Regions from separate parts of the Mus musculus genome. Here all the other regions are linked to region 3. Evidence: chromatin contacts called from public HiChIP or PLAC-seq and promoter capture Hi-C data. All regions are on one chromosome and are shown on one strand. The core of a region is the stretch at or near the end of the contact, and the rest is flanking DNA. Distances in the headings are between cores, read along the strand shown. Region 1 holds the start of Zfyve21 (zinc finger, FYVE domain containing 21). Region 2 holds the start of Trmt61a (tRNA methyltransferase 61A). Region 3 holds the start of Btbd6 (BTB (POZ) domain containing 6).

Region 1 (4,266 bases), core at 1,538-4,037, 1.2 Mb before region 3:
GGGGTGTGACATGAAAGAGTGCCTTTTGACCACGTACAAAGCTCTGGAGTTGACTGACAGTGGCAAACAGAGAGAGGGCCAAGGGAGAATCAACTCTGAGTCCCCAAGCCAGGCCAGGGTAAGCAAAGAGGCGGATGGAGCCAGGATGCAAGCAGGCCGGGCCAGGCAGGAAGCAATGGGCGGCACACAGTAATGACCAAGGCCTACTGCTTGCTGCTTGAGGAGGAAACCAGTTCTGTTCTGGGCTTGCATTTACTTTTTACTTTCAAACCAGTTAGCAAAAGAAATTATTGCTCCCAGCACTGGGAGATGGAGGCAGGAGGAGCTCTGTGAGTTCAAGGCCAGGCTGGTCTACAAGTGAGTTCCAGGCCAGCTAGGGCTACACAGTGAGACCCTGTTGCAATTAAAAAGAAAGAAAAATGAAAAAGAAAAAAATAATACATTGCAGATATATCAAACTAGTTCACACAGTGGCAGAAAGAGCTGCCAGGAACATGCGGGCTGAGCAGCTCGCCCTCTGCAGCCACAGCCCTCTGGGAACTCAGGTGCCAAAGGTGCCCCTTGCGAGACCAACCAACCCCGCTTTGAAAAGGAGAGAAGCCGCTAGGCGTGGGTGGTGCAGAGAGTGCAGCTTGTTTTGCCCACAGTGCCTGTGTGCCCTGCTCACCACACACATACCCCTCTTAACCGCAGCAGTAATTCGGGGGTTTAGGTCCAGCTGATCCAAGTCCATTCCTAAGTGGTCTCAGCAGGGGCATGCAGAGCTGACGGTGACAGCACACAGCAGAGCTGACAGGCACACAGCGACGGATGGTGACACACACCAACTCAGACTTCCTGTGGGAAGGTGACACACAGGGCGGTCCGAAGCCAAAGTGTGGTTAGGTGTCCCACTGAGCGCCGAGGACAGGTGTCTCCCGGTCCATGAGAGCTAAGGATGGTGCTCCTGCGTGCACCGTCAACCCTGAGGAGGACTAGGCAGTCTGGAAGCCTAGGTTCACTCCAGATGTTGGCACAGAACTAATTCAGCCGTAGTCAACATCCTGAAGGTGTCAGTGCGGGGGGGTGGGGGTGTGGGGGTGGGGGGGGTGGGACAAGGTAGCTGCCCCTTGCTGCTCCCCTTCAACTTCCTGGGGCATAGAGGGGTCTTGCTCAGCATTCCCCAGCTTTTTGTGAGTTTGGGATTTTGAAGGATGGTGGGAGAAATTGAACCTGGTCAGAGAACAACAGAAGAGGCAGCTCCACCGTACCAGAAAGCACAGAGAAAGTCTCCCGAAAGGGGCCCGGAGGGGACAGCACCAGGCCAGTGTGAGGAAAGGCGTGTCCTACAGTACACTGCAATGGGTTCAAATGACAGTGCCAAGAGGCACTAAGGATGGGGTGGAGTGGCTCAGGAGCCAAGTTTGAGGAGGCCGAGGACGTGAGATCTGGTGCTGGGCAGGTTTGGTGGGCTGCCAGTAATCCCAGGGCTCAGAAGGCAGAGACAAGTTCCTCAGAGCAGGCCGACAGGCTGAATCTGTGGACTTTGGGTTCGTAGGGCAAGTGATGGAGGAATATATGTCAGACATCTGCCTTCCACACACGCACACACATCAGTACGGATGCAAACGGACATACACGTATGTACATACAACACACACACATACACCACACCACACAGGGCAGGAGGGAAGGGAGAACATGCTTTCAGACACAAAGCTCTGGCACCAGAACTCAAAGGTCCCCCAAGCCATCGCTACAGCGTCCAGTGGTGAACCAGAGCAATCACAGGGCTTGGTGGAGACTGGACAGAGGACATAGTCAGGGGCGGGTTCTATCTGTGCACCCGCAAATGCCAAGGCCTTGAGGCAGCTAACCTTGCTTTACAAAGTGCCACTGAGCAACTTCTACTTCAACACTGAGAACCTGTGTCTCAGACAAAAGCACAGAGCTCCATGCTCCACTTGGCCGCCTGCCTTCCGGAGAAGTAGGGTTACACCAGCTCATCCCTCCAACTGGGCTAGAGTGTGTCCAATTGTGTCAGAGAGAGAGCAAAGCTCCTGGGTAGCTGATTTGGCCAATTACCCAAAGAAGCTAGAGGGTGAGGCGCGCGCGGTGGCTCACACCTGTATCAGTGCGAGGAAGGCTGAGGCAGGACTGCTGAATCCAAGGCCAGCCTAGGCTACACGCACAATGTGACTCGTCCTTACGAACACCACAAGAAAAACAAAAGTCACAGATCAAATCTGCAGCGAGTGGTCACGCTGTGGCTGGCCTGGGACTCTAGTGCGGAAAGCAGGTCCCGCGCTCAGTTCGATTCCTTCAAACCCCGCTACGGGCTTGAAGGGGTGCCCCGCTGGGGAAGCTCGTTCTTGAGTCCCGACCTGGGGCGCTCGAAACCCACAGTGTCCTCTGTCCTCTCCCGCCACCCCATGTTCGGCCACTCGCGATCAGCTAACTCACCTCCCGGATCAGCGACCCCGCAAGTCTCCCGCGCGCTCCGCCCGCTCCTGAAGCCCCGCCCATCTCAATCTTCTCTTCCAATGAGAGGCCAGAGTCCGAGTCTGCTCCACCCAGAAGAAACGAAGAGGCGCCTACGTGGCTGACTAATTGGCCAATCCGAAGTCACACTCTCCCTAGAGGGGCGAGGGTGCCCCTCCGGTCTTCACCGCCGATTGGTGGCCAGCCGTAGGGGCGGGATCCTTGCACGGATTGGAGAAGGGCGACTCTGGGGCGGATACTACTCTCCGATTGGTTCATATTACGAGCTCTGGCTGCGGATTGGGCTTCGGAGCTGTCATCGTGTCTGCGGGCGGGGCGGGGTGGCGCCTTGTGTGGGCTCAGCGCGGGCGGTGGCGTGAGGGGCTCAGGCGGAGACATGTCCTCGGGGGTGGCCGCGCGTCGCGACGCCAAGAAGCTTGTGCGCTCGCCAAGTGGCCTGCGCATGGTGCCGGAGCACCGCGCCTTCGGAAGCCCTTTCGGCTTGGAGGAGCCGCAGTGGGTTCCGGACAAGGAGGTGCGTCCTAGCCCCCGGGTCCCCAACCCGAGCCGGGGCGTCTCCCGCCTCCGTCCTAGGGACGCTCGGCCGCGGCTCCCCTCCGGGCGTTCCCGCTGTCCCTTCTGCGCTGTGGGGCGTTTTCCATTCCTTGGCGGTCATTGGCTGCGCGGTGCGGAGCCCCGGGGAGGCCCGAGGGGGAGCGGTGGAGCGGCTCACCCGTGAGCCGTGCGCGAGTTTGGGGCTGGAGTGTGTCCGTGGGGCGAGGGTGAGGGAGTCCGCCTCCACCTGCCCACGGAGGAACGGTGCCAAAGGGTTTGCAATCTTCGAAGTTCTAAACTCTGCAAAGCTTGGCCACTTGGGAGAAAATAGGAGCAATTCACGCATTCCATGCGATTTTATTTCAAAGCAAATTAAATATCTTTAAAAGACACCAACGAAAGTACTGGCGACTTTGATAAACTTTGAAACAACTTTTCTTCATTTATTCATGTGTGTATGTGCCTTTGTCCCCAATGTCACAGCGCTGGTGTGTAGATCAGAGGATAATTTGTAGAAGAGAGTTTTCTTAAACCATCTGGGTCCCAGGGACGGAATTCAGGTCTCAGGTGTGGCGGCACGTGCCTTTACTTGGTGAGCTATCTTAATGGCTCGTGTAAATTCATCCATGTTTCTGTTTCTCTCCCTCCTTCCCTTTCTCCCTCTCCTTCCCTTCCTCCCCTCTCCCCCTCCCACCTCCCCGTCCTTGGCCTAGCACTCATAAGATCTGCCTTCAGAGTGCTAGGCATGCACTACCACACGCCTCTACCACACACTGTTGCTATGTTGTCCTCGAACTCCTCCTCCCTCAGCCTCTTGAGTTAAAGATGTGCTTCACCACACCTGGCCTCCTCCCAAATTTTTTAAGTTAGAGTCCCTGCTTGGAATTCTAATCAGCTGCTCTTCTTTCCCCTTGAGAGCTCATCCACAGGTGGCCGAGGCCAGCGGCTTCTTAGAGTGAGGTCCAGTGTTCTTGAAACAGGGACTGGAGAGCCACCCGTGCGTGCAGCCAGAAGGTTGTAGCCTGGCTGCTGTTGCTCTGCACCCCACCCCACCCCCCAAACTCTGAAGTTCCTGAGAGCCCTGAAGGAGAAGGTTCATCTTGTACTCAGAGCCCCTGGCTATACCAGGTGTGTCACTGAGCCGTCCCTGCCCTCCTGGTTGTGCCCTCAGTTTTGCACTTTACCTTTGTACTTAGGCATCTGAGCACATAGTTCCTCTTGGGTGCAAAGATAACTGAGCACAACCCTCGA
Region 2 (4,065 bases), core at 859-3,358, 1.3 Mb before region 3:
AGGGTCCAGTCCAGCAGGGCAAATGGAGAACAGATAGGGCCATGGGCTCCAGGTTCGCCAGAGGCTAGCCACAGTCTGTGGCCAAGGTGTATCTCTTCCTCTCTGCTCCCTTGCTCATGGAGGGCAAAGGGGAAGTTGACAGGGGTCAGAAGAGAGGTGAGGGCTGCAGACAGTGCAGCAGGAGGCTGTGCCAGTCAAAGGGGGACTCTTGGCAACTTAGGCCCTGCCAGAGGTGCAGGTGGAGCAGCCTCCCCCAAAGACATCTTCAGCTTCTTTTCCTCTGGGGCTGGCTGCCCCTGTTCTTGCCCAAGAGCGCTATCAGTTCTCTGACTCTAGGCTTTGAACTGGAATCCCTCAGGCCAGGGTGGAGCACACCTTTAAGCACAGTATTTGTTAGGCAGAGCAGGCAGATCTCTTGGGTCTGAGACCAGCCTGATCTACATAGTGAGTTCCAGGCAGCCAAGGCTATATAGGGAGGCTGTCTGAAAGACAAAATATAGCCCTGCATGAACCATGTTGTCGGTATGATGTTACACAAATTAGCTTTCTGTTCCCCATCTGTAAAGTGGTCATAAAATTGTAAGGAAGAGGATTCAATGACATGAGAGTGAACTGGCCACATGAAGCATCTGTTCTTATTAGAACTCAGTGCATAAACTGCGCTGGGAAATCTCCCCACCCTCACCTCACCAGCTAGGGTCTTAAGCTGCTGGTTCTGCTTGAAGACTCCAGGCTGAGGCTGGGCATAACAGATGACTAGTTCTGAGAAGATGGACTGTAGAAGAGGTACACAGGAAGAACTGAGAAGCCAGCAGTGGGCAAGTGGAACCAAGCCCCCCCCCCCCCCCCCGTTGAACTCATAGGTTGGGTGGGGATGTAATCAGGCCTGGTCTCCATGCCACCGAGAAGCTGAGGAAGAGGAACCTCCCAGGAGAAGTGAAAAGTCTAACTCTCCAGAGGGGCAATTAGGATGTGTATTGGGCTGTGCACCACCAAGGGAATGAAGTACCCTGTTAGAACAGGGGTTGTGGGGGCAGGGAGGATGGGATAAGGAGTTTCTGAAGGGAAGTCCTGGAAAGGGGAAAACATTTGAAATGTAAATAAATTATTCAATAAAGACGAAAAAAAGAAAGAAAAGGGTTGTGGGGCTGTGGATATGGCTGGGATGTCTCAGCTGAAGACATGGGCGACCAAGAAAAACCCTCACTGTCTGTCCTTCCAGGGCTATCATACTAAGGTCAATCAGGGCAGAAATTTGAGGAGGTCTGAAGTCAGGCACCTGAGTTTCTAGGGCAAGGACATCACAGGTTGGCCTAGCCTGGCCCCAGAGGATCCCTATAGGCTGGCGGGATTCTAGAAAAGGCAGGCTGGGTCAAAGTCTCTTCATGGAGAGTGCAGCCTTAAGCTGGTCACTGCTGCTGGTTCTGCATAGCTAACGTTTCCTTCTCTTCTTTTCTACCAGCTGAGGTGTGCAGGAAGGCTCTCCACTCTCTCTGCCCCATGCCTGCCTACTCCCCTCTCCACTGCACACCCGGAGGAAGAATCTTCCTTCACTTCATAGGCTCTCAAGATGCCAGGGATCCTGGAAAGGGACGCTTTGTGCCCTCCCCCTCAGGCAGGACCTGGCCTAGGGCCACTTTTGCAGAATACTCCAGACTAACTCTACTCCTTTTACTCGGCCCAGCCCTAGCCAAAGTCTTTGAGCTAACCCTCATCCCTTTGCCTGCGTTTCCACTTTATGGCATTTATTCTGGAGCCCAGACAGGGTGTTTCAGAGCTGTTTGCAATGACAAAAATGTCCTGGTGGGCCATAGTAGGGAGGTCCTGGGGTTACATAGTTGTCAAAGTGCTCTTTAGGGTCATGCGTATCCCGCGGGCAGACACTTCGTGCACCGGGCAGCCCTAAAAGGCCGCGCGCGGACAGGCCGCGGGCGAGCAGGGGACTTTTATTTCGCACAGCGCTCGGATCTCTTAGGCAACGTGCAAGCCTGCACAGAAGAACACAGCCGAAGAGACGCCAGCCAGAAAAGGTCCTCTGGGAGCACGCAAAGGACAGCGCGGCGACTCCCAGAGAGCCCTGCGTTGGTTTGACGTCATCAAAAAGCACCGGAAGTGCTACGGCCGCCGTGGAGCCACGTGTGGAGCCGGGAGCCGGTTTATGCTGCGTGAGTTTCCGAGCTGGGAGCGGCGCTCCGGGCTTGCTGGCAGGTCCCGTGCTGTTCGGCGGGAGGCCAGCCTTCCCTGCCGTCGGGAGCCCTCCGTGGAGACTCTGGGCAAGGGGCTACGGGGATTCCGGGCTCGGAGGTGGCTTCTCTCCCCTGCTGTGCACGCTATCAGAGGCTGCCGCCTTCACACTAGGGGATTCTGGTTCTTCATGTGTGGGAATCCTTGGGCTCCTGTCGCTGTGCACTCTCTTGTGTACTCCGAGAATAGAGACCTCCAGAAGGGCTCCATATGTTAGGCTAGAGTGCAGCTCTGTTGGGTTGGCTAAGCAAGTCCGCTAACCCTGCTCAGAACCCAGGCCCCACAGACCTCTCTGTCCAGACCACAGATCTTCATCCTGCCTCCTGGTCCTCTGACCTCACGTCCACACACCACTTCTCCAGGTCCCTGACCCTTGGCAAACGTTAACACCATGAGTTTCGTGGCATACGAGGAGCTGATCAAGGAAGGCGACACAGCCATCCTGTCACTGGGGCACGGCTCGATGGTAGCAGTGCGTGTGCAGCGTGGGGCACAGACCCAGACCCGGCATGGCGTCCTGAGGCACTCGGTGGACCTCATTGGCCGCCCATTTGGCTCCAAGGTGATTTGCAGCAGAGGCGGCTGGGTGTATGTGCTGCACCCCACTCCTGAGCTCTGGACAGTGAACCTGCCCCACCGCACGCAGATCCTCTACTCCACCGACATTGCCTTGATCACCATGATGCTGGAGCTGCGTCCCGGTTCTGTGGTCTGTGAATCAGGTGAGCTCCTCTGGTATGAGCTCAGATAAGACGGTTTGCAGCCGATCCTTCCTGCAGTTGTGCGCTGAACTACTTGGTTCTTCTAGCTTTTATTTAGCAACTCCGCTTGCAAGGGAGGGTGTGGCTGCAGGGAGTGAAGCCAGAAGCAGTACTAGCTGCTGTCATCGAAATGGCAGCTGATGGGAGCTAACCTGGGTTGGAGAAGAAAGAGGAGGAGGTGCCCTATGAGGTCGGAGCTGGGATTGCTTGATGCTGGCCAAGGTGCTGACTGCTTTTTTTCTAGGCCAGCTGCCCCTTCCTGGAGGGAGGCTGGATACTCCAGAGCTCATTGCAGAGAGAAGTCTGTCCCACACTTACAGCCAGGCCCTTCCCTAGTTCCATCGAAGATTAGCACTGTCACTGATACGAGGCCAGGTGGTAGCTAGAAGGGTCTGAGCTAGCTGTCTCTCACATGCCCACCCTTAGGTACTGAGGCCACTGGATGCAGCAATCTAGGCATACACCTCTGCCAAGAATGACCCCGGGGATCAGATGGCTAGATCCTTGGTGGTGTGTTTCTTGTGGGCTAAGAGGCTGAGGTCCAGAGTCACAAGAGTTCCCATTCTCCCGGTTGTTGCTGGCTTTCTATTCTTTCCCTCTGAAGCGAGAGAGCGGATAGCAGGTCAGCTCTGACAGCTCTCCTTTTGTACCTTGCATTAGGGGATATGCTATCCTGTCTCAGGCCTTTGCCCTGTTTCGGGCAACACAATCCTGTGCTCCCATGTGGTACCCGGTCCCTTCTCCGCCCTCTGAAAGACAGGACAGGCAGGAGGTTGGAACCAGTGCTTTGGTGAGGAACCTTGCTGGAAGTGGTCACCAAGCCTGGGTACTTGGAGCTGTGGAGGGAGCAGCTATAAGGATGAGTAGAAGAAGCCAGGCAGTGGTGGTGCAAACCTTTAATCCCAGCACTTGAGAGGCAGAGACAGGCGGATTTCCTGGTCTACAGAGTGAGTTCCAGGACAGCCAGGGCTACACAGAGAGACCCTGTCTCGAAAAACCAAAAAAAAAAAAAAAAAAAAAAAGAAAAGAAAAGAAAAAAAGAAGAAGGATGAGTGGTGAC
Region 3 (4,117 bases), core at 1,434-3,933:
AACAGGCCAGGTATGGGCTCTTCTCACGCAGCACCCTGAATTCCCTCAATGTCCTGGCCGTTGTCAGATCAGCATCTTACAAAATGAGCACAGTGGGCATACAGGTGCACGTGCGCGTTCACAGTTGTTTCTTCTTAGTGCCTGGCACGCTGCTGAGTACCGAAAGTTCAGTCAAAGGTTCATGGAGCTCACAAATGGAGCCAGCAAGAACAACCAAGTCACTTCATCATTCAGTTCATTACCCTGCCATTAGTGCTCTGACAGAAGCCACTGGTTAGGGACAGAGGAGATCTCAGGACTTGTGTAGGAAGAGCCACTTCTGCTCAGGTCTGAGAAGCAGGCAGCTTGGAGAGCACTGGCAATAACAACAGAGGAGGGGCTGGGGTGGCTCAGCCTCTTGGAGAAGCTGGGAGAAGGAATCAATCCGTCTAACTTGTCTTTCCAGACAGCAGGAAGGGAAAGAAATGGAGGTCAGCTGCTGACTGGTCCCCAGCCCTCCTTCCAGGCTAACTGACTTCTACAAAGGGAATCCATGAGACCGACCACATAGACAAGGACCCACTCCAGCTCACACAGACTCAAGAGAAAAACGCTGAGACTCTGCCTTGTGACTGGGAAGATGGGTAGGGAGGACCCTCGGGTTCTGGAATCTGAGGCCAGCCTAGAGAGCACAGATAGACCCCACATCTTACAAAAGCAAAACACTACAGAAGGACTTCGGGGTGGGGTTAAATGAGCAGAGAAGATGGAGGTCCTGAAGCAGCCTACTTTATCTTCTTTAAGTAGTGGAGTCTGTCTGCACATGGGGACAGAGCTGCAGTCATGCAATGCAAGGACACTGGAAACAGAAATGTCTAAACCAAAGGAAGGGAAGAAGATGACGTCTGGGGAAAGGACTAAGGTGGATACACGTCAGCAGACTACATTTACTAAATAGACTTTAAATTCTCTGTCTCACAAAGTAATCCTTTTGCACGGTCTGTGGAAGTTATGAAGATGGCACGTGTATTAAAGAACAAAGAAACCAAGACGGGCCTGATGACTCATGCTTGTAATCCCAGCACCCAGGAGGCAGAGGCACGTGGATCTCTAGGAATTCAAGGCCAGCCTGGTCTACATAGAGAGCTCCAGGACAGTCAGGGCTGCACATCGAGACCCCGTCTCAAAAAAAGCAAACAAATAAAGGGGGCGGGGAGGACACAAGATGTAAGGGCAGTCTCTTCAGCAAACAGGCTGGAAACAAAGTTTACTGTCACATGTAGTACTCTGCCCAAACAGACCAAAGGTGTACACATTAAAAAGATAACAACAACCACCACCAATAGCAAAACCATGGAGAACACAGAGCAATGATTTAACACAAGCAAAAACAGACAAACATAGTAACTTCAGACTGCAAAGAATCAATGCAGCAAAGGAGTCTGTCCAGTCAAGACAACCACAAAAAAGGGAGAAAGCATCTGTCCTAAAGACTGAGCTCAATGCAGTGAAGAAGCAGACTGATTGGAAAGTGGGCAAACGACTCATGGAGGTACTTCTTCCAAGAAGATATACAAATGACCAAGAAACACAGAAAGGTTGACATCAGCAATCAAGATTCCACCTCATATCCACTAGCATAGCCTCTATAAAACCCAGAACATTATAACAAGGTTTACCCAGGATGAGGGAAAAGAGCAGTGCACGCTGTGGAGGACTGATAAATAATACAAGCACGAACAAAGGCCATTGCAAAGTTTGCTCAAACAAGTAACTGTATCTGGACAGTGATGGTGCACTCAGGAGGCAGGCAGGCAGATCTGAGGCTAGCTCCAGGACAGTCAGCGCTACACAGAAAATCCCTGTCTCAAAACCTAAGGGGCGGGGGGAGCACGAAGCACTGGATATGACTCAGTGCTTAAGAGTGGTTATTGCTCTTGCTGAAGAGCCAGCACCCATCTACCCACAGCTCACAGCTCACAACCATCTGTATCTCTAGTCTTAGGAGATCCAACAGCCTCTCCTGGCCTTTGCAAACACCAGGTACAGGCAAAACATCCACATCCATAAAATAAAAATGAGAAATCAAGAGCTACCATTTTATCCAATCATCTCACTTCTGGATAAAGACCCAAAGAATTGCAATTAGGATCTGGAAAGGATAAAATTGCCTCCCTATGGTCAGCACAACTGGGATATAGAGTTGATATATACACGGTTGGATAAACTGGCAAACAAAATGTAACCCATTGGAGTAGTCAACTTAGAAAGGAAGGTCTATGTAGAAAGTTTGAGGTCACCCTGTGGCACATGAGGTCTAGACTCATGACAGAAAAAGAAATTCCGACATAACAGGTGTACTGCCCTTGACTTTGTGCTCTGTTAAAGAAGCTGTACACAAAAAGGGAGATCAAGCCTTGCGTTAGAGACTCATTTCCTCCACGAAGAAAAGCTAGCTGGGTCAGGTGATTTTTCAAAGCCTGAGCTGTTGGAAAAAAAATCTCATTTCTGAGTGATAGAAGGTGCAACCACAACTCGCCCTTAAACCTGGGCACCCGGGCGGAGCTTCAACACCTCCCCCAGGGGCGGGGCCCTGGAACGAGGAGTCGCGTCTTGACGCACAGTGACGAGAGACGCCGGCGCCGCAGCAGTGGGTACGGGCGGGACGGCGCCCCCTGCGGCCGAGCCGCGGGCTCGGTGAGGGGTGTGGGGTGCGGGTGGGTAGCGGGCAGGGCCGGCGTGGCCCCATGCTGCTGCCGCTCGCCTGCCTGCATGGGCGGGTGGCGCAGTGCCTAACCTCCCTGCTGGTGCTCGCAGAGCCGTTTCCCAGGCCCCGTCGCGGCGCGAAGGCGCGCGGCGCAGCACCGACCAGTGCGGAGCCCGCCCCGGCAGTAGCGAAGATGGCCGCGGAACTGTACCCGCCCGCCAGTCCCTCTGCAGCTACTGCCACCGACATCGCCAACAGCAACGCGGCAGGCGCAGCCGAGAGCACGAAGGTCGGGCTTTGCTGCCCGCCCTGCCTGGCACCCGCCCCGCTGCCGCCCTTGCCCGCGCCGCCCTTGCCAGACAACAACAATCCCGAGAGCCCCAACTGGCAGTCCTTCCATCCTACGCTGCGCGAGAGGTGAGCCGCCGCCCGCCCCCGGGCTCTGGAGCCCGGGCGCGCGCCGTTCCAGCCCGTGTGCCTCTGCCCTTTGCAGGAATGCGCTCATGTTCAACAACGAGCTGATGGCTGACGTCCACTTCATCGTGGGGGCTCTGGGGGCTGCCAGGCGTGTGCCCGCCCACAAGGTGGGTAAGGGCGCAGCCCTGTCCCCTGGTGGGCCTGGCTAGGTGCGTCTCCCTGGACCTTGTTTACTGCCCTGTAGCTCAGGTGGTTTTCTTTCATCCACAGTATGTCTTGGCTGTCGGCAGCTCCGTCTTCTATGCCATGTTCTACGGGGATCTTGCGGAAGTGAAGTCAGAAATCCACATTCCCGATGTGGAGCCTGCTGCCTTCTTGGTCTTGCTAAAGTAAGTGCTGTGCGCTGGGTCTGGAAGGATGGGGTGGTTACCTTCCAATGGTCCCCTACCTGTTTGCTACAACCCCAGAGGTTGTGCAGGGGAGCCCTTGCAGCTCCCCAGGAGAGCCCCTGCCTTACGCAGGTACATGTACAGCGATGAGATCGACCTGGAGGCGGACACAGTGCTTGCCACTCTGTATGCTGCTAAGAAGTACATCGTGCCTGCCCTGGCCAAGGCCTGCGTCAACTTTCTGGAAACAAGTCTGGAAGCCAAAAATGCTTGTGTCCTGCTGTCCCAGAGCCGACTGTTTGAGGAGCCTGAACTGACCCAGAGATGCTGGGAAGTCATTGATGCACAAGCTGAAATGGCCCTGAGGTCTGAAGGCTTCTGTGAAATTGACCGGCAGACACTGGAGATCATTGTGACCAGGGAGGCCCTCAATACCAAGGAGGCTGTGGTCTTCGAGGCCGTCCTGAACTGGGCTGAGGCAGAATGTAAGAGACAGGGCCTCCCAGTCACTCCTCACAACAAGAGGCATGTTTTGGGAAGAGCCCTCTACCTGGTCCGAATTCCAACTATGACCTTAGAGGAGTTTGCCAATGGTGCCGCCCAGTCAGACATCCTGACCTTAGAA

Evidence for each region. Promoter capture Hi-C pulls out the DNA fragments that hold promoters and counts their contacts. HiChIP or PLAC-seq counts read pairs in DNA pulled down with a chosen protein or histone mark.
Region 1: a contact with region 3 is called in a promoter capture Hi-C map of cranial neural crest. The contact joins the promoter of Zfyve21 here to the promoter of Btbd6 in region 3. A contact is called at or near these places in 1 of 39 promoter capture datasets (cranial neural crest) and 1 of 115 datasets of contacts at active chromatin or transcription factors (microglia).
Region 2: a contact with region 3 is called in an HNF4G HiChIP or PLAC-seq map of pancreatic cancer cells. The contact joins the promoter of Trmt61a here to the promoter of Btbd6 in region 3. A contact is called at or near these places in 1 of 39 promoter capture datasets (pre-B cells) and 1 of 115 datasets of contacts at active chromatin or transcription factors (pancreatic cancer cells).

What each region holds. Positions count from the first base shown.
Region 1 is chr12:111,811,383-111,815,648 of GRCm38.p6, forward strand. Zfyve21 (zinc finger, FYVE domain containing 21) reads left to right here and starts at 2,788. Exons shown (of 7, transcript NM_026752.4): 1 at 2,788-2,995. The coding sequence starts at 2,858. It overlaps Xrcc3 (X-ray repair complementing defective repair in Chinese hamster cells 3), which reads right to left and starts at 2,497. Exons shown (of 8, transcript NM_028875.3): 1 at 2,443-2,497; 2 at 679-837. The coding sequence starts at 733.
Region 2 is chr12:111,675,997-111,680,061 of GRCm38.p6, forward strand. Trmt61a (tRNA methyltransferase 61A) reads left to right here and starts at 2,109. Exons shown (of 4, transcript NM_001099793.1): 1 at 2,109-2,165; 2 at 2,607-2,966. The coding sequence starts at 2,636.
Region 3 is chr12:112,973,880-112,977,996 of GRCm38.p6, forward strand. It overlaps Btbd6 (BTB (POZ) domain containing 6), which reads left to right and starts at 2,684. Exons shown (of 4, transcript NM_201646.2): 1 at 2,684-3,103; 2 at 3,180-3,270; 3 at 3,374-3,492; 4 at 3,625-4,117. The coding sequence starts at 2,727. The region is part of intron 5 of Brf1 (BRF1, RNA polymerase III transcription initiation factor 90 kDa subunit); the gene reads right to left.